Regions from separate parts of the Oncorhynchus mykiss genome. Here region 2 is linked to region 1. Evidence: chromatin contacts called from public Hi-C data. All regions are on one chromosome and are shown on one strand. The core of a region is the stretch at or near the end of the contact, and the rest is flanking DNA. Distances in the headings are between cores, read along the strand shown. Region 1 holds the start of LOC110490395 (RNA polymerase II-associated protein 3). Region 2 holds the start of LOC110490404 (transcription factor ETV6).

Region 1 (5,289 bases), core at 731-3,230:
GTGCTTGTTTTGGTTCAGTCTTTGCATTGTTGTCTGATGCCTTATTTTTCTCTCTCTTCTTTTTGTAGTCCTTGTTTCGCACTGGTGGCAGGCTTTTCTAAGGCAGGAATACATAGGTCAGGATCTTTCTAACATAGCACAATCTCAACGGCAAATATAAAATATACACATTTTCAAGTGTTACATACTTGAGACTCGCTAAAGCTCCCAGTTCTTAGTTGCTCATCCTTCCTCTTTATGTCAGTTTCCCAGCTGTCAAGATCTTTCATGAAGTTATGCAGGTCCTCTGCATTTTGTCGCATTTGCAGTTGGAGTTCAATGGCTTTGTTTTCAGACATGCCTACCTGTCAAATACATTGAATATACTAGGTTGACAAAACAGGAGATAGGATCACTTTCATTTAATATGTTAGTAAGCTAGCTACATCAAGTCAACGGGGACAGAAACAATAAAACACTAACTTTATTGACGTTACTCAAACTGTGGAGCTAGTAACATCACGCTACTGTTGACTAACTACTATAACACCAAGGAGCTAGCTACAGTTGAGACATTAGATAGTCACGACTGTCTCGCAAAAGCAGCTGGTAGCTAGCTAGTTGCCTAAGCGAACGCAACGCTTTTAACGAGTTTCGACCTGGATATAAGAGCTGATTACATTATAATATTTGAGTACCTGTTCCTTGCGTCCCAAATTGATTGTAATTTATCAGTTTAAGTTTAAACGAGGCTTATTAGCATTTAACGTTCACTACAAACTATCACCATACTGTCGTTTTCTGTTTGTGTTCGGCGCCATGACAGCATGTCCTCTTCTTCGATGGGGTTTAATTGCGGTTGGCAACCAATACATTTTGCATTACTGCCACCTACTAGACTGGAATACTCCCCTATACTTTGCTTATTAAAAAATTAACAAACAACACTCACAAAAAAGTAAAAGCACGCTACTCCAGTATTTAAATCTATTTAGTTCTTCCTCAGGCCAACAACCTGAAAGGATTGGACACCACCACTTAACACACCCCGTAACTCGCCTGATGTCAAGTCTCGCACACCCAAATACCTCTCAGCAGCTGCCACCACAACCTACATCTTCTGCGACTTACGTTCCATCCCTGCAGTACAGTTGATAACCATTGCTATAAATGCTAAAAATCTAAATCGTACTGAAAAATGTGTAACTTGTTGGCCTATCCTCCTGTACTGGTACAGATCTGCTACTCACACCACTTCTCTCAGGATCTGTCCCCCTTGACCCATCTTCCTATACTTTCTTTACTGCCTCAGCATATGACAACTTTTCCACAGGACACTTCTGATCCACAGCCCCATGGGCACCCTTACAATTAACACATACCACTACTTTCCCCAATGCTACACATTCCTTTGACTCATCTGTAACATAATGCATTTGTCACAAAAGCCAGTACAGGATAACGTATATACCCTAACATCACTGTCGGGCAGACTCAAAATCAGAACTCAAAAGAACCGACAATGACGCTTCTATTTAAACCACTCACGACACCCTGTCTGTCGCACCAAACGACGAGCGTCACAAACATTGGGAATCTTCCCGTTCAGCGGGTCAACCTTTTACTGCTACTCCAGTAATTACTCCTTTCAATGGCACCCATTTCTTGAGAGCAAAACAATTTACATTTCTTGGCCCCATTCCTTTTAACGCGGAGCGCCTTCTCCCTCTGACCAGCAGAAACAAACGAAGACCACGTCTGGTTACCTTCAAAGATTCCACAGCACCCAGCTCTGTTTTCACCCACCCTGAAACCACAAATGGATCAGCGAAAAGGCACGGGTCCCCTTTTTCCAAAACGTCCACTCCTACTGTCAGACATCTTTATCCCGGTGTCCACATTTCTCGGGCTGGTTGAATTGGAGGGGGCGATGCCAGATCAATAGCAAAGGCGGTAGTTGAGTTTCTTGGGAAGTGTAACCTTAAAAAAGAGAATCTTCAGGGTATTGGCACTGATAATGCGTCCGTGATGACTGGGGTGCACAAGATTTTAAAGGAAAAATGTGCATTGCCCAATTTGGTACTCATCTGCTGTGTGTGCCAGTGTTCACAATTGGCTGTCTGTGCAGAATACAAAGAAACCATCCCTAGGAGTGTTGAGTACTTAATCAGGGAAACCTACAACTGGTTTTCGATTTCCACAAAACGGCGTGAGGCGTTAATTGTGGCCAGAAACCCCTGCAGATCACCAAAGTGTGTGCCACACGTTGGCTATCGATTGAGCCTGCGGTAACTCATATATTGAGCCAGTGGGAAGAACTGAAACTCCACTTTGAGTTGACCAATGCCAGTGAGCGTTGCTACATGGCTGATGTGCTCCACGCCATGTACATGGACAAGACCAACTATGTCTACCTGATATTCTTTAAATCAATCCTGTCCGACGTACAAGTTGCAGTGAAGTCATTTGAGGGTGAGCAAACAGATCCTGTCAAGCTTTTGGACAATCTGGTACACCTTTTAACATCAATTTGCAGCAAAGTAGTCAACCCTATGGCAAAAATGGATGTCCTGAAGGATGCCATACCTTCGGTACCTTTTCTAGCGCATGGTGTACCAACTCAGTCTTGCGCCAGAGGACAAAAAGGTCATTCGGAGACAGTGCATCAACTACATTGTTGCTTTAAGCAAGGAGCTGCAAGCAAGGCTCCCAGACAACCTAGAAGTCTTGCGAAACATGGCCTTGTTCAGTGTTAAGGAAACACTAAAGCACAATAAAGGCACCACTGAAATTATTAAAGTAGCTGGGCTACTGGGATACCAGCCCCAAACAATTGATCAAATTGTTTCCAATGGAGAAACATCCATCTGTTTAGGTGGGACTCAACTGAAAATACAGTCGAGTTTTGAAGTGAAGTCAATAACTACAACTGACTCTTCCGTGTCAAATCCATTTGAAGAACTGTGCAAAGCTGCACTCACTGTCCTCTCCTTACCACACTCAAATGCGGAGGTTGAACGGCTGTTCAGCCAAACGAGTGTGGTCAAATCAAAGTTAAGAAATAGAATGTCACTTCACACTCTCAGCTCCATACTCCTGGTGCGGTATGGACTGAAGCTGGCTGGTGATACCTGTTACCAGCATAAACTACCAGGTGAAGTTCTGCAGCAGTTTGGCACCACAGCAGCGTACAGATTAAAGGCCACTCCATCCTCTACTGCTGGTTCCAGCTCCCTGACAATGCAGGTGGACAGTGAAGATGAAGAGGATTGCCAATCTATGATTCATCGTATTTACAGTACGTACGCAAGGAGTGGACTTTCTGGAACTGGCAGAGACACACAACTGATGGTGGTAGTGTGTACTGCAGTGTGTGTGAGAACAGTGGCAATATCTGGAGGAGACCATTGAGCAGCTAGCCAGCCAAGCACCACAACAACCTGGAGAGAGCTGAAGAGAGTTGCCTAGCACATACCTCATTATTTGTTCAATGAGATAGCATATATACCTTGGTATTAGCCTGTACCTATAAATGTTGATCAGTTAGGTAACATGTTAACTAACTACCAATACACTGCTTAAAACTTTAATTGTTCAGAATGTGTAGGTTCACTAGTTAAAAAGATAATAAATACAATTTAATTGTTCAATAATTCAATGTGTTGTGTTTAAAAAAAAAAATGTGATCATATAAAATGTGTTGTGTTTATATTACTTTTCCAAATAAAAATATATGATAATAAATAAACAAATCTAAACTAACAAATGTGAAATCATGTTTTTCGCCGAGATGGCCAGTCAATTTGAGTAACGTTATTGTGTATTCTGTGTAATGACGCAGTTTTACGTTACTACGTCGCAATGACATCCCAACGTCATTTAGCAACTTTTAGCAACAAATCGACCTGCCTCTAGCAACTTTCACTGAAAGTTAGTTGGCAACACTGTACCGAACGTGCACGCAGTTAATGTCACTTGCCAATGCATAGAGTAATGTGTTTCAATAAACCTAGTTTGTAATTATTTTAGAAAAAGCAAATGTATTTTCTATAACTAGCTAACAACAATGTTGTCGCAGACATTAATTTAATCTTTCACCTCTGGTTTACAAGGTAAAATTAGTTTTATACTGGATATTCTGTTTTCTCTTGTCAATAGTTATTGATCCAAGCATGCCTTGACTATGAAAATTGTATATTCTGAATCAGCATGGATGGATAGAAAAATGTTTGTGGATTTTTCTCCATACATCTCTTTCTCTCATATATATATATATATATATATATATATATATATATATATATATATATATATATATATATATATATATATATATATATATATATTATATTATATTATTTTAAAAATACAGTATATCATTATCATAGTCATGGCCCACCGTGTAAGAGCTATTGATGATTGAAAAACGAATATCTAATATCAAACTACTTTTACCTCGGTCTGGTTTACCACGTGATTTGAAAAACAGAACGACCTCTCGTTGCTAGGCTGTAAGTAGCTATTTTAGGAACTATTTTCATGCAATGGATCAAACTGAACAGCAAGAAGAGGACTATGGATATAACCTATTCCCGGAGAGGAATTCGGGAAAGTTCCAAAAGGGATCGATAGCAGAAAGCTTGTTCACTTTCAATCACAAATGTCAGGTCATGCTACAATTCGCAATGGAAACAAGTAAGCTAACAGGCTAGCAAGCTGATATGTCTGTCATCCTCAAATAAATCGCATGGCAATAGTTAGCTAGATGACCGTGTAACCATTGATGCCATGTTTACATTTGTCATATACGTCATAGCCATGTTTCTAGCAAGCTTAGCTAGCCAACTAGCTAGCAATCGTTGAATAGTAAAGAGACTGTCATGAGTAAGCCAGTTAGCTATAAGCTAGTTGTTGAATGACCTGATTGCTGTCATGGTGCATAACCGATTAGGCCTAATCTCATTCTATCTCCCTTTCAGGTCCATATGCAAAGCTTCTCCTTGGAGCCATGAAAAGCTCAGGATGGTAAGTGTCAGCCAGCCACTAGCATCATCAATCACAACTCAACAAGGCTGTCAGCTGCCATAATTCTTCTTCTTCCTCCTATTAGTTACCAGCAGACTAGACACTGTAATGCGTATTGCTGCCTTTCTCAGGCTGGAGAGTGAAAAACACACTTCATTATATAAATAGCCTAGGTGCAAGCAGATGGAATGAAGAAACCACAACAGCTTCCTTTCTATTTTGCTCCGCCTGTCATTTGAGCCCAAAATAGTTACAAGCGAAAATGTGGTTACACCCAATTTAGTC
Region 2 (5,289 bases), core at 1,738-4,237, 240 kb after region 1:
GGCCCTTGGGGATTTTACTGGTCTTAAGAATAGGTTTTTAAAAAACATGGTTTCCACCAATGCTCTCACTTTTCCAACCATGTCAGGTCAATAAACACCTCAAATCGAAGTTTATTCGTCACGTGCACAGGATACAGCGGGTGTAAATGATACAGTGAAATTCTTACTTGCTGCTCTTCCTCAACAGTGCAGAATAATGTAAAGTAGCACAGTAAATCAATATACGCATCTGCCCTCTCGATTAAAAATCTTCTCTTTACCTTGCCTCATATTTACAGCCTTCTCCCTGCTTTCCTTCTTGTCCGTCCTGTCCTGTAATACCTCACTCTCTCTCCTATTTCTAGACTCTTCCCAGCCCAACCCATCTCCTACTTCCTTTCTTCTCCTAAACTCTTTACGTGTTATACTCCTCCATTACACTGGGCTATTATTCTGTGCTGTTCTCTATCCTCTTGTACTGAGCTACCTTGTGTTGTGTGCTGTACTTCAGTACCCTGAGGTGTTAATGTACTGAACACTGCGGTGCTGCCGTGTACTGAGTTGTGTTGGCTGTCACTGTCCTGCTGTGTTGAATTCCACTGTGTAGTGTTCCAGTACAGTGACTCTGCTATGGTCCAGGAAAGACATCTTGTGTTGGTCCTTGACCCTGGGTCTGCTTCAGCACCTCAGAGGAGGGATACATGAGTAGGTCTGTCTGTCCTCATGGGGAGAGTGATGCCAGTTGGAGTGATGACGTGACATGCAAGTAGCTATAGTAAATCATGGCTTTCATTCTGCCATTTTCTGAGGTCAAATGCTCTCAAAACAAATGTTTAAGGGATAAAAAAAATGCAGGCTGAAAAGACAAAGAGATTCGTTTGTTGATTATGACTGCCATGTATTCTCTGTGTGCGCCTGTGGGTGTCATGAGTTGTGTGTGTGTGTGCGTGTCTGCATGTTTGTGTGAGTGACTCACGCAGGTGCACTGGCAGCCTGGCAGGCTCGTCCTCCATTCGGCTGGCTGGCCTGGCCGTGGGAGCATGGACGGGGGAGGAAGTGGAGTTTGGCAGGGGGCTCACGGAGGAAGGACTGAATGAGCGCCTCTCCTTCTATGAATAGATACACAGAGACACAAAGCATGCCTTAGTTACAAACCTCCCGAAAACCATCCTTAAACCCAAACAGCCTGAGAATCACTACACCGAGAAACTATAACACCATTTACACATTCTTTATCTGGTACCCACACATAGCCAATCTTTTTATTCATAAAATCGTATTTGACTTATTTGGTGAAAGATGCTGGTGTGTTTGCATGGTCAATGCAGACAGTCACTAAACAGGAGGTTGAACTTACTGGTATTTGTGCACATTTACTTATACAAAATGTAACCTGTCAATCTGACAATGTATGCATGTTCTGTTGTGTACCATGGTCTTCTAACATCATTCATTTGCCTCTTTCTACTCTGCACCTTCTATGGAACATCAACAGTGCTGCTGAATGTGATGTTTATAGGCTCTCCGTTTGCCAACAGCAGCATCTTATAACATGGATTGGTGATTAATTTAACCAGTCAATCTAAAATGGCTAGTTTCTATTAGCCTACTGTATTAGGAACTCACTGTGGCATATGTAGCATGACCGCCCTACTCTTCAAGAATATTTCATGTATTTTGGTAGCCTATAGCCAACAATAATATACTATATCAAGTCTTACCTTTAGAAGATTTTGCATGTGTACAGCCCAGATTTGACAAGGTTATGTAAGGTCAAAAAGGGGTTCAGGTACAGATAGGGCCGAGAGGGGGCAAGAGAGTGAGTTTGTGTGCGAGTGTGTGTGTGTGTGTTTAGGGGCATACATATAGCCTTCAATAACTCTGCTACTTTTCTCTGCAAAACAATATCATTCCAAAATATATTTAGGCCTACTCTCCTAGGGTTGCATCCCAACAATCCCAAATAGTTTCCTTGTCACCTGAAATTTGAAGAGCCATCTTTAGACTGTTACTGTAATGTAATAACATGATAACCACCATGCATTTATGCACTGCAACTGTTTTACATATTTTAGGCCTACACATTTCAGGTTTACATATACAAAATATATTGTATAGAAAATGAATTACCTGTGTATACGATATATAAGGATAGTCACATTTCTGGTGGTTTTCAAACAAGCCATATGGCGCGTTCAAAACAACTGGGAACTCTGAAATATCCGACTTATGACTTCAGTGCGTTCATGACAACTAGCAACACAGAAAAAAACGAGCTCCGACTGGGAAAAATCGTTTGGGGCATCTTTCTATAGCTCCGACTTTCCGACCTCAAGATCACTGACGTCATGATTTGACCTCGTTTTTTCCCGAGTTCTCAGTTGTCTTCAAAGCACCAATAGCCTATGAAAACGAACGTCGTGACGAAAACGTTTATCTCAGGTGTGCTGTGAAGTCGGTAAACTTATAGCGCAGCATGGATGGACTTACCAGGCGCTGCTGTAGTATACAACAGAGCGGCGAAACGTTCCCCTCAGCAACAGATGATTACCAACACACACGATGCAGTTGTCAACAACACGACTGCGTCAAGCGCATCTCACCCCGGGGTCCTAGAACTTGATTCTGCATTATAAAATCAACAAATACCTTGGTTATGATCTGCGATGACGATTCTGACATGTCTCGCTAAATTCAGGAAGTTCTCCTCTTCCCACTTTCCTTTTCTCGTTCTCCTCTTTGAAATAAACCAGAAAAAAACACCCACACCCGACTCCCTGACTTGGGGATGGTTACAGGGCCACGTAATAAATATGTTTAGGGTTTGTTATCGATCCATTACATAACCATGTTTGTCATAAACGCATGAAAGTTCTTTGTTTTCTGTTGGTGCTGTGCTCTACATTTCGGCGACGCGTTGGTTAATTCTCTTCCTGGAAGACGGGTGTAAAAGGCAGACATCTCCGTGGTGCTGCTCATTGACTTGGATGTGTAAACGGCGAAATGACGTGAATTCTCAGTATTGAGCCCAGCCCACTTGCTACAGAGGGTTTGACTGCAGCCTGGTAAAAAAGGCGTTCCTTGCGTATAATTATCTTATTGGTTTCCTGAGTTTCGTAAGCGTTTCTTATTGGGGAGAAAGATCTCCAAATGGTTCATTGCTAGAAAGAGACGCCTACGAAATCCACGGAGCCAATTAAATAATTATATTCAAGAAACACACTTTAGTCTAGCCTGCAGCCAGACTCTCTTCTGCAGCCACTTCTTTCTTAAAGGGGTACCCCATATCGGGATATTGCCTATGATGTTTACACGCGGAGGGCTGAGTGTCTGCGTGTTTTCGCTCCACCCTTGTATTTGAGCGATGAACTAAGGTCACTAATTAGTAAGCTGGTTGTCTAGGGCCCCTGGGGTTTCAAGAGGTCCCTGTGGGACCTCCAAAATGTGCATATTTTAATAAAACTCTCATAACAATATTTTCCCTCTATAGCATTTGTCAATTATACTATGCATGTAGGCCCCTCAAACTCAACTCAGGACCTCGAAGCCAGTTCCATGCCATTTGTTTGAGGGGGCGCTTTAGACCTGGGACTTAATTAATAGGTAGAACAGAAAACCAGCAGGCTCCGGACCTCGTATCCGGACCTCGTAGGGTAAGAGCTGAGTACTCCTGATGTAGGATATAAGCCTATTATCAGCAAATTATCCCTACTCTCCCTATGTGTACTTTTGCATGAAGCCCAATGGTACACTTACAACATAGCCTCTGCTGTCTCTGGCCTATCCCACCTCTGCCACCAATGTAATATGAGAGAGTTTCAATCTTGCTGTACAGCCGTGAGTGTAACTCCCTGGCATATGGTAACGGCAGCACAATCACCAGTGGAGGCTGCTGAGGGGAGGACGGCTCATAATAATGTCTGGAATGTTGACCATGGAAACCACGTGTTTGGTAGCATTCCATTGACTCCATTCCAGATATTATTATGAGTCATCCTTCCCTCAGCAACCTCAACTGGCACTCACTATAAACAATTATGCACAAATGTAAGGATGGAAATTGCAACAAATTCATGGAAATATATTGATAGTTACATGTTAAAAAATTCTGATCACCTAAAGTGATTTGACTGACATGAATTTTCCCTAGGCTTAGAGTTTGGATGGGATGCATCTGACATCTACTGGGCATAGTTGGCATTTTTTACAGTAGACAGGCGATAGTAGACCTCCATATTTACAATCCAATGATAAAGATTCCAGGCCTATTTATATAAATACTATAACACATTGGCTAGTGTCAAGATCTTGCTAATTATTTTGTGCAATATGAACGCTTTATTGCATTGCAGAAGAAGGAATGATCAGTAAGGTTATACTAAGTTTCGTTTTCGATTCACTCACCAGCTTCCTTCTCAACACATCATTTCCTCGTCTGAGTCCCGAACCATATGGAAAGAATATAACTGTGTATAACGGGTTGAAGAAATGACGGAATCGACAATAACTAAACTTATTTGTGCTAATCGTGGATCAATGAACGTCGATGAATTAGATGCAATTTTTTACAGTGACTTGCAAGTCTCGGTGCGGGATGTAATTACGAATAGAGCGAAATTTTGTTTTGTTGTTTTTAACGGAGAGCAAAGGGTGGTAGCCAAGACTGGAGTTCGATTGTGCAAATCCAAAGATTGCCAGGGATGCCGAAATTTACATTTTTGTAAACGATTCATGCTTGGGGATTGCCCATTCAGACGGAGAAGGTATGGAACTTCAACGCTTCCCAATTTTGATACTGTTGTTACCTTGACGCTATTTTAATTACAAGGCCTGCTCTGGGGAACTTTTGGCACATATCCTTTCCCTTTGCTTCATGGCAGGGATCATAATTACAAATCATTTGACTGCAAATTGACCGCAAGAATCCCAAACAGATATAATATTTCACTGAAACGTAATAATCTCAAATCTTGCTTACATTTGTTTACGATCAAGTCTATCTATATTATGCTTTTGAATATGTGGAACATATTTCTCAAATTAAAATCACTTGCAGCTGATCTCCTGGTGTTTTTAGTATTTGATGTCCAAATAAAAATGTTTTTTTTTTTTTGGCTCAGAAAACTTGGGGACCAAATATAAAACAACCGTTGTTGCCAGTTGTGGAACCCTGGTTTATGGCGTTATTGGTGTATATTGAGAACCACCAACCCTGGTGGTTCTCAATATACACCAATAACGCCATAAACCAGGGTTCCACAACTGGCAACAACGGTTGTTTTATATTTGGTCCCCAAGTTTTCTGAGCCA

What was found. Hi-C and Micro-C count contacts between places; a contact is called where the count stands out from the background.
Region 2: a contact with region 1 is called in a Hi-C map of blood, with 8 times the contacts expected there. The contact joins the promoter of LOC110490404 here to the promoter of LOC110490395 in region 1. A contact is called at or near these places in 2 of 3 Hi-C or Micro-C datasets (blood and liver).

The regions. Positions count from the first base shown.
Region 1 is chr15:57,492,159-57,497,447 of USDA_OmykA_1.1, forward strand. LOC110490395 (RNA polymerase II-associated protein 3) reads right to left here and starts at 1,981. Exons shown (of 17, transcript XM_036944762.1): 1 at 1,746-1,981; 2 at 189-344; 3 at 1-97. The coding sequence starts at 338. It also overlaps LOC110490398.
Region 2 is chr15:57,734,355-57,739,643 of USDA_OmykA_1.1, forward strand. LOC110490404 (transcription factor ETV6) reads right to left here and starts at 2,988. Exons shown (of 8, transcript XM_036944777.1): 1 at 2,470-2,988; 2 at 956-1,088. The coding sequence starts at 992. LOC110490403 (protein mono-ADP-ribosyltransferase PARP12) reads left to right here and starts at 4,185. Exons shown (of 13, transcript XM_021563782.2): 1 at 4,185-4,742. The coding sequence starts at 4,468.